3 separate regions of the Zea mays genome follow, and regions 1 and 3 are each linked to region 2. The links are chromatin contacts, called in public Hi-C maps. All regions are on one chromosome and are shown on one strand. The core of a region is the stretch at or near the end of the contact, and the rest is flanking DNA. Distances in the headings are between cores, read along the strand shown. Region 1 holds the start of LOC103632613 (probable LRR receptor-like serine/threonine-protein kinase At1g07650). Region 2 holds the start of LOC103632614 (proton pump-interactor BIP103). Region 3 holds the start of LOC100279247.

Region 1 (3,246 bases), core at 150-2,649, 330 kb before region 2:
AACTAAAACTTTGGTAAGCTTGATTCATTGGACTCTAGCAGGTGCAATACAGAACTCTAGATTGGTGTCATTATCATGGAGCCACCCAGACTAATATACTCTTATATGGGTACCACTTGCTAGCTACCTTTGGACCACTAAGCTTGTATGCACACAAACAATTGATACTTTATTATGAGTTCTTAATCCTTTGCATTTGCCTTAGTATTCAAATGATTGCAATAGAAATGTATTGAATTATCTTTATGGTACTTTATTGTAAAGATTTGGACGTGTTTGAATAATTATTCCATTTAAATAAGATTTAACTATGTGATATATAGCCGTAGCGACGAGCTACCCAACTAAGATCGACTGCAACCGAGGACAACCCATCCATCTACGTTCGCTTGGGGACAATCGATATTCACATTTGTATTCACAATCTCAATGTATCTTAATAAAATGTATTAATCTCAATGTATGTTAATAAAATGTGTTGATTCCGTAGCAACGCACGGGTATATACCTAGTTAAGACTTAAGACAATATAATATTATTTATCGGGCTCATTGGACACTCGTGGGTGAAACTCTAGACCCGCACCTGAACCATGAGTCTAATTTAGCACTTGTACCTGCACCCATAAATCTAATTTAACACCCGCCTAATGGATGTAAAACCTGTAGGCACCCGTATCTGTGGGTGTGACTATCAATATCATCCACTCATCCCTACTACGGGACATCTTTGACTACTTTTCCGCTGAATAGGACCAACAAATCATATTCTTAATTAAAAAACCAAAATACACATTAGACACGATGAAAAATATATATGTTAATATTGTCATAATCGTATTTTCATTAACTATAGTTGACTAGGCCACTGTACCGATTGGAAAGTATGGGGGTGATCAATGTGCGAAAAAGACACTTTTCAACTAATCAACACTGACAGTTGCCTAATCTAGCAGAAGTCGTCTGTGGTCTACGTGATTTTATATAATATAAGGGATGGTCTACAGATGTATATTTCAGGACCGGAAAGCCTTAACACTGCGGGACCCGGAAAAAAGAAACAAGTGCAAGTGCTGTGCAGGGCTGAAAATTTCTCGCAGCCGCAGACCGTGCAGCTCTGGAAGTCGACGAACGCTCATGCAGTCGAGGTCGGGTCGGAATCCATGCGGATTTTGGCGGCACCGAAGCTGCCGATCACGAGAGCTTATATTCCAGCTTGGCAAGACAGCGATGCATCGTCTATCGCAGCATTGGTCTACCAGAGCGTAGACGTCGCTCAAGCAGAGTCAACAGTCTGACTCCGGCGACCGACAAGCCCGCCATCGCGCCAGCCTGGAAGTTGGACCCAAGAACCATTCTGGCATTCTATCCCGGCCTTGACTCGCAGAGGGAGCTGCAGTGCAGTGCAGGTGCAGCGCAACCAGAAAGCAACTCAGCTGCGCGGCAGTGCAGGGGTACACCCATGGCAACGTGACATGCCTGCCAATGATACCGCGGAGAAGACTCCAAAAAGACTGAGACAGTGAGACGCCTTTACGATAGAGAAAAGATATACATGCCCCTCCCTCTTTCTTCGCCTAGAGACAGCCAAGTCACTCACGCTCCTCTCCACTCCGTCCACTACTTTCACCTGATCGCCACCACTACCTCCACCTGGAACCTGGAAGAGAGAGAGACAATGGCGTGTAGGCCGCCATGTCCATGTGGCTGCTTCTGCTTCTACATGGTGTTCTTCCTCGGCTTGCTGCTCGTCGAGGCCGTCCATGGCACAGGGCGGAGCGAGGTGGCCGCGGCCGCTCCGACTCCGAGCCTCGTTCCAGCTGAAGGTGCTTTGCTGTCGCACAGCTGCTGCACTGTATTGATTCATGGAGCATGTTCTTTGCCTGCCAGCCTTTCTTGTCCACCTTAGCTTAGCTTCACCCTTGAGCTACCTAGTTGCTGTAACACCTGCCAAAGAGAATCTCCAAGAAACAGTTTCTTTGAAACAAAAGGTTCCATTTGGTTGAATGTTCAGAGTCTCAGCTGCAAACCAGCCATGGAGATGCCGCAAAATGCTCCGCATGCTGCTGCCTGCAAGGCTGCAACTGCAACCAACCACCCAGAAATTCGTTTTAATACTTCCTCCTCTTTCTCTTCGACTAACGCAACTGCTGGAACCGCCTCCTCTTGCAGCGAGCGTCCTTCGCCGGATCGCGGCCAGGCTTGGTGTGTCCAGCTGGGACTTCACCGCCGGCGCCGGTCCCTGCGACCACGGAGACTCCGGGGTGCACTGTGACTGCTCCTTCTCCAACGGCACCGTCTGCCATGTCACAGAGATGTACGCTTCACTTGTCCACACACACACACACACTCTTTTTTTTTTAATTTGCGTTGGCCGCAGTTTTCTTTGATTCACTGAACCAACAAAACCGCATGGCCCGGTTTGGCACCATGATAATCTTTGCAGATTCCTCAAGGGGCAGAACTTCTCCGGTGAGCTCCCGCCTGACTTCGCTGACCTCCCCTACCTCCTCCAGCTGTGAGTTGTCAATCTTCAGATCTTGGTCAAGCTGACCTGTGCACAAGCTCCACCTGTTAAGAGCAATAGGAATAACGGTGTTGTTCCTGTGCTGCATGCAGAGATCTAAGCAGGAGCTTGTTCCATGGCGGAGTGCCTCACCAGTGGGCCAGGATGAAGTTACAAGGACTGTGAGTGTGCCTTTGCACTTTTACCTGGCCATTATTGTTTGCTTGACTACTAGTAGAATAGAACAAAATGTATCACTGGGTTAGTGGTTTTCCTGCACTTTGTGAAGCCACAGTCATTGTCTCGTCTGTGGTGTAGGGCCTAGGTTGTCGGCAAGGAATATCTAAGGTAGCAACAAACTAGACCGCCACTCCGAGTCCCAAGCACATTTTTTTCCATCTTCCTGTGCTGTGATAGATTAGGTGGCTTTTGCCCTATGTCAAAAAGCAAACTTTATGAATACTAGTCATCATATCTCTGCACTTAAGCCTACCTTTTCAGTAGTTCAAATGTTGTTTAGGTTTAACACAAGAAAAAAAATATAAATGTTGTTGGCGTCGATATGGCCGCCAAACACTGGAACGGGCCGCCTGGCGGTGCTCTCTGTGGAGGCGCAGATGGTCTGCGCCTGGGGCTCGGACGGTTCACGATGGTGTAGATGGTCTTCTTCTTCGTAGCAGACCTAGATCTCGCCTCTCAGGAGGGACCCCGTCGGGGAAGAGAGATCTTAGGGTGTGTCTT
Region 2 (3,319 bases), core at 261-2,760:
GTACAAGCGTGACGCAAAAATGAATACAAGTCAGCGTGAACAGTACGGTTGTTCATCTATTTATAGGCACGGAACACAGCCCGTATAAAATTACATTCATGCCCTTCACACTTGCTAATGACTTTAAGGTAGTCCACCGAGGTCTAAATAGTCTTTTCCCTTTTAAGTCGGTTTCCTTTTTTGCCGTTATGTCGAAACTCCCTTGCACGTAACTTCGGCGTTGCGTCAACCTTCGTATTGTTCGTGCTTTTCACACTGTGTGGTTCTGATCCGAGTCCGAAAGCACCGGTTCATATATTACACTCGGGAAACATTGTTAAATCATATTTTTGACGACCTTCGGAAGACGAAGGCTCCCAACACTTAGATCTTAACGGTTACTTTGTAATTATAAAACAATGTCTATTAAGCACCGATCGATTTAATTTTTTCAGGTGGCCTCCAAAGGACGCCTGGTGTTCTAGTTTTGGTAAATAAATGACACTATCTAACGAGAGAAGCGATATTGCAATAAATGGTCACCTTTATCTTCTAGTATAAGATATTCTTCGGTGGATCATGTAAAATAGGAGACGTGAAATTATAGATGACACTGTTTGTAGAGTGAAGTTAAAATGAAAGATGAGATAAAGGATGAGATAGAGGATCTGCTAGAGATGACCTCATGGATCATTTGGGAACTCAAATCCCATCTGGGGCTCTGGGATTAGAGGGTTTGAGGGCTACTTTGGAAACATCAAATCCTCTTCGGATTGGAGGGGATTGAGGTGGAAATAAACTAATTTCCTCTTCAATCCCCTTCAATCCCGAAGGAGATTTGAGTATCCAAACTAATCTTAAGGGCTTGTTCGGTTCTACCCCAATCCATATGGATTGAGGAGTTTCAATCCCTAGTAAGTCAAAATCTCTCATAATCCGTATCAATCCCCTTCAATCCGTATGGATTGAAAATAACCGAACAAGCCCTAAAGGGGAAATGTATCCCCTCCAATCCTGAAAAAGATTTGAATTTTCAAACTAATCTTAAGTTTCAGTAGAAAATGACACTAACTAACGCGAGAAGTATGGATTGTAAAATATGGTTTTATAAGAATATATTTGTATACTAATACTGGTAACATAGAGAAGATATTTAAGTGCTACATTTCTACTTAGGGAAACAAGTCCAAGAGCGTGTTATAAAATATAGAATAGAAGCATAGTCTAATGATACATAAAATCAATTTCTATGTATCACCTTATAATTTTGAGAATGGTTTATATTTAAACTTTGAAAATGATAGAATAAAAAATTCCAAGCTAAATTGCCTATTTTATTAAGTAGATTCTAAATTCCTTTAAAAATAAACAGATCCAAACCATCCAAAATTTATAGTACCACATATTTTAAATTCTACTCTAAGATAGTGTAATAGTAATTATAGGATTATTTATACCTTTTGATGAGAATAGTCTAATAAAGAAAACCATGTATATCAGTGGTATTTTTTGGCGGCTCCTACGGTCCTACATCCAATACCGGCCCGTGCCCAATGCAGTTTGTACCCGGGCTTTATACCAGGCTTGCGTGTTCATTCGTTGTGTCCTCTTCTTCTTTCTGTTCTCCCCGCGTGCTCTGTCTCTCTCTTCCTCTCTGCCTCTCTCTCTCTCTCTCAGCGGCGACTAGGGACAGCCGCTGCCTCCCTACGCCTGGTGCCCAGGTATCCTTTGCCGGCGACGAGCACCCGGTAGGTACGCCCACCCCCTTAATTTTTCAGTTCCTGCTGTGCGATAACGAGCACCCCAAGCCTAACTTAAGCTATTTGGTTATTTGTATTCGGATCTGACGTAATTACGAGTGTATGCATATTATGCCTGCTAAATTCGATCTGCCCTTTACCGCTGCCGCCCGCCCGCCACTGGCCTCTGGGTGGATTGAAATGGTCGCGGGGGGTAATTAAGGGCGTGGGCCTCGTAGATCTGGATCGACCCGTGGCTTGGATTCAGTCTGCGCGCCAGACTAAGAGGATCGGTGGAAGCGCGGGTGCGATCTGCGGTGCCTCGTGGATCATGCCTGGATTCGACGGGGTTTGGTAGCTGGTCTTTGAATCGGATCGCAGTGCTGAATTTCCCGCGTTTCCGCGAGTAGCCTTAGTCCGTTGTCTTGTATGTTTCGAGTTTCTTCGGGTTCAATTCGTGTGCTGAATTTTCTGTTGCAGTATTCTGATAGGATTGACTCTCTAACATGTTATTGGAACGGATGGACTGTGTCCATTAAATTAAATTCAATACCATATCTGGATTATCTATTTTCTGCCAATATATTTCATACTTTACAATTATCTCTCTCAGTTTCAGTCCACTGGATGCATAAACTGTTTCGCAATTCTGTTAAGACCAGATGTTGGAGTACATATTTTTGCACAATGAAGAGTAAATCATAGCCAGGACCGGCTAATGCCAGGCAGTCCCATTTTGGTGTGTGTTGGGTAGATAGCATGAGGCCATGTGGGTGTGGGCTTTGTGTGCCAGTGATTCAGTCGGCAGTTTTACATCATCGCCACCTTGCCCAGAAAACGCGTGAGCTGTGACTTGCTACCAGTTGCATGCCTCGTTCAAACTATCTGCCAGATCCGCTGTCTGCTGAAGTAACTTGACCCAGCACCAAAACTCCATCAGCACACTGGCCCAGTGTGTCTGACCGCTTTTCCACTTCGGGAAACAGAAAGAAATAGGAAAGCGAACTATTACAAACTGTAAGGTGCAGAGTGTCAGTTCCTTGAATTCCACATATCTCACCGAACAATCTCTGAATTCCCTATATGCAACTGCATGTGTAAATGGCAGGTGCATCCCAGCCCCCACATGTCATTGACACAAGCAATGTCATATATGGGGGTTATGTTATTCCATGATGAACCCAGAATTTTACCAAAATATAAACCCTACTTTTAATGCCAAAACCTAGATTTTGTTATTTGTTCTGCTTCATTCCAACCTGTTCTGCTGGCAAATGTTCTTTTTGCTGTACCTGCAGGGGTATGGGAATGGAGGTCGTTGGTGCTGAAGCAGCACCAGCAGAGGTCAAAATATCCGATGGAGAAGTGAATCTATTCCAAGAGAAGGAAAGCAAAGCAACTGCAAAAGAACGTGAGGAGGCAGCTGTTTTTGGTTCAGAGACAACTGCGAATGTCACTGATCTGGCACCTCCAAAGGATGCGAAGGATGAGTGGCCTGAACCGAAGCAAACTTATGTCTTCTACTTCATCAAGATCCGCTCATTTGAGGATCCTAAACTGAGGGTAAAACTCGAGCAGGCTGACAAAGAATTCCAGAAGAA
Region 3 (3,411 bases), core at 714-3,213, 500 kb before region 2:
TCACAAGTAGAGATTTGGTGCAATGGATGGGCTGCTACACTTTTAGCTGTAGGTCGCAAGATTGATTCTTGTTGCCTACTTTTTTTTATTTTTTCAGCCATACCTATATTTTCTTTTGCCCTCCGCTACTGTGTGTCACGAAAGTAACCGAGGAAAAGACAACGAGTGCAGGGAGGAAAGAGCTTGTATGGAGCCATGGCAGAGGTGTTGGGATAGTAGGCACAACCAAATACGCGAAGGTGGACATAGGAGGGGTTGTGTCATACAGAGTGAAGTGAGGGGTGGAGTGACTCACCACTTTCGAGGGAAGGTAGTTGAGAAGATGGGTAGCAGTGTTTAAGGCCTTTGCCCAATAGCGCTGGCATGAAGAAACGTCTAAAAGAGGAGACAGTGGATCATGTTAGTAGTGGTGTGAATAATCCGTTTGTCCCGACCGTTCTAAGGGGAGGTGTAGAGACACGAGAGTCGCAACTAAACACCGTGAGAGAGAAAGAAGTGAGAGGTGGAGTTGTCGAACTCGTGGCCATTATCATAATGAAGGGCACGAACCGAGCGACAGAACTGGGTGGAGACCCAAACAAACAAATGGGTAAGGTTGTGAAAGGTGTCGTACTTGAGCCACATAGTAAAAGTCCATAGAAAACGAGTGAAATCATCCAGGATGACCATATATTATTTGTAACCAGAGAGGTTAAAGACAGTAGATGTCTAGAGATCATAATACCGGATTACATAATCTATATAAAATAAGCAGGATTATATAATTATTTGAGAAAACAAACATGCCCTAAAAAACTCCACCCATTATATTAATTGATTATACTCGCGTCCGCGATCCTACCAAACCGAAACAGCACTAGCGTTTTAATGCGCTCCCGGGGCCGGCCACGATGTTCCTTTCCGTGTGCTCGTGATGATGCACAAAAGAAAAAAATGTAAAATGAAATAATTGTCTTCTTGACCCGATGGTTGTCAGTTGTACCAGCGAAACGAGACATTATTATCAGCCCCCGTTTGTGTCGTTCCGTGTCGTCATTTCCCTTCGACAATTAGTCCGACAACCAAATAGACCCAAACAGCCATGTATTACGTTAGCATGACCACACATAGAAATCTAGCAAGGTTAGGGCATATATGTTATTATATGAAGAATGTGAGTTTGCCAGACCAAAACTGACTGGCCACAAGTATATAAAAACAACAACAAGTAGAAGAAAGCTTGAAATGAATATTTGTGGCAGTGAAGAAGCCATGAACTGCAATCCATGCATATGTGTGGTACAAATCAAGGGATGATCATGACAATGTGGCAATGCATATTGGCAACCAGCCAGCCATCCATCCAGGATGACGGGGAATCTTCATCGTCCTCAACGAAGAAGAAGCTTTTGTCTTCTTTTTTTCTCTTGGAAAGGGGAACGTCTCGTTTATTCTCTCCACGGGCGTGCAAAACACAGAAAGCAGCGGCAGCGCTAGCTAGATTCTCCACTACTACTTGGTCACGGGAAACGGAAAGCCTTGTGTTTCTTTCACGAGATGCCAACAAAAAAAAAACGACATTGTTTTTTCCAGTTCCTTTTGATAATGCACAGAAAGGATAAATGGACGTGTAAACCTGCACGCATAATGTTCATGCAGCATCGTACTCATCCATCCATCCAATTCATCCATCCACATGTTTCCCGCCGTCTCTGCATGAGGCGAACACCAAGCAAGAAAAGAAACCCTCTCCAGCCACGTAAAAAAAAGCGTGGGAAAAAAAAGTGAGCGAAGCGTCCAGCTCTAGAAAAGAAAAAAAAAACGAGAGGATTGTACAGAGCGCCCCTCTTCTAAATTTGGCACGGAGCTCTCGTCGCCTTCCCGTCTTTCAGAATTCAGAGGGCCGCACACGTTCCCTGCCGCTGCCTCTACCCCTCTCCGGGCTCTCCCTCCCCCTCTCCACCGTCTCTACACCGCCGCCGCTCACACCCCAATTCCTCTCGCCCCATTGCCGGCCGCCTCCCTCCGTCCTCTCGCCTCGCTTGCTGCAGGTTCAATCGCCGCCGCCATTTCTGCAGTTTTTAATTCCCACGTCCTGTTCCGGCCCGGCCGTGCACTCCAAATTCTTCCAACAAGGCCAGCCCACGCCACCCGGCCGGGATCCCAGAAAAGTTGCGCTCGGCCTTCGCGCGTTACGTCTCCCACCCAGCCCTTCGATCCCGTGATTTCAGAGGCGCCCCTGTACCGAAAGCCTAGCTCCCAATCTTCCTTGGATTCGTCTTTTTTTTGGATCTTGGGGACTGCACTGCACACAGTTTGCCTCTCTTACCTTTTTTTGGATCTTGGTGGTGCCGAGCCGACAAGCAATGGGGAGGAAGTACTACTGCCACGCCGTGGCCGCGCTGGCCGTCGTGTTCGCGGCGGCCGTCGTCGTCGCTGCCGACCGGCGCCTGTCGCTGGTGGTCGGCGCCGCGGTGGCGCCCGAGGAGGTGAGTCTGCTCCGGAAGGTGGCCAATCTGATGTGGAACGGCGATGGCAACTCGTACCAGCACGTGTGGCCGGTAATTACCAACTGCCTTTCAGGATTTCTTTGTTTTATTTTTTTCACAAAAGAACAATTTGTTTGTTTTTACCAGCGCTCACTTGCTGGTTTAGCAGTTCTGCGTCGGATTAAGTTTACAAAGTTGGCAAGATGTTGCATACAAATTTTGGTAGGTCCGGAGCTCATCTGCTGCTCTGGATTTGTCATGAAATCCAGTTTGGGCCATGCAGATAGAACTGATCGAGCTATACTATACTACAACATCCTATTGAATTTGCGATGACCTACATATACTTTTCAATAGTTATTGCTGTTTAATGCTTTCAAGGCATGGCGTTTTAACTCGGTGAATCTTATGGGGGTTGCTTTCTGCAGCCAATGGAGTTTGGGTGGCAAATTGTGCTGGGGTCACTGATCGGATTCTTCGGTGCCGCGTTTGGGAGCGTCGGCGGAGTTGGTGGCGGCGGGATCTTCGTGCCGATGCTGACGCTCATCATTGGGTTTGACCCGAAATCATCTACTGCGATATCAAAGTGTGAGGATCTAACTGCTCATCGTGGATCCTTCCTCTAGTCAGTGTGCTGCTCCGAAAGCGACAGTTTGCTCGCTGTCAGCAATCGATGTATAGAGCTTGTTTAGTGTATTCTTTCCTCTGTTGGTTCATGCATGTGTGCAGTAGTGTGCGTCTTCATCTGGTATCTTTTCTGTCCCATTGCTGTTGTAGTATACTTCTGAAGAGCAATAGAGTAGTTCCACCCCACCCCCTCCCTTTCCTTTGGCTAGTTAGGATCCTTTTATTATATCCTGAAAGCAGCAGTCGCTGCTGCTCTTTTCACTAGTTTTCCTAATGCCATGCAGGTTCCTGTGATAGTTTATAATTCTAGATTCAT

What was found. A called contact is a pair of places that touch in the nucleus more often than the background predicts.
Region 1: a contact with region 2 is called in a Hi-C map of ear, with 2.2 times the contacts expected there. The contact joins the promoter of LOC103632613 here to the promoter of LOC103632614 in region 2. A contact is called at or near these places in 3 of 25 Hi-C or Micro-C datasets (bundle sheath, ear and endosperm).
Region 3: a contact with region 2 is called in a Hi-C map of ear, with 2.0 times the contacts expected there. The contact joins the promoter of LOC100279247 here to the promoter of LOC103632614 in region 2. A contact is called at or near these places in 5 of 25 Hi-C or Micro-C datasets (bundle sheath, ear, endosperm and 2 more).

What each region holds. Positions count from the first base shown.
Region 1 is chr7:98,719,889-98,723,134 of Zm-B73-REFERENCE-NAM-5.0, forward strand. It overlaps LOC103632613 (probable LRR receptor-like serine/threonine-protein kinase At1g07650), which reads left to right and starts at 1,400. Exons shown (of 24, transcript XM_008654363.3): 1 at 1,400-1,825; 2 at 2,172-2,316; 3 at 2,446-2,517; 4 at 2,619-2,687. The coding sequence starts at 1,555.
Region 2 is chr7:99,048,548-99,051,866 of Zm-B73-REFERENCE-NAM-5.0, forward strand. LOC103632614 (proton pump-interactor BIP103) reads left to right here and starts at 1,511. Exons shown (of 8, transcript XM_008654367.4): 1 at 1,511-1,731; 2 at 3,017-3,319. The coding sequence starts at 3,021.
Region 3 is chr7:98,544,882-98,548,292 of Zm-B73-REFERENCE-NAM-5.0, forward strand. LOC100279247 reads left to right here and starts at 1,964. Exons shown (of 12, transcript NM_001360947.1): 1 at 1,964-2,540; 2 at 2,897-3,056. The coding sequence starts at 2,346.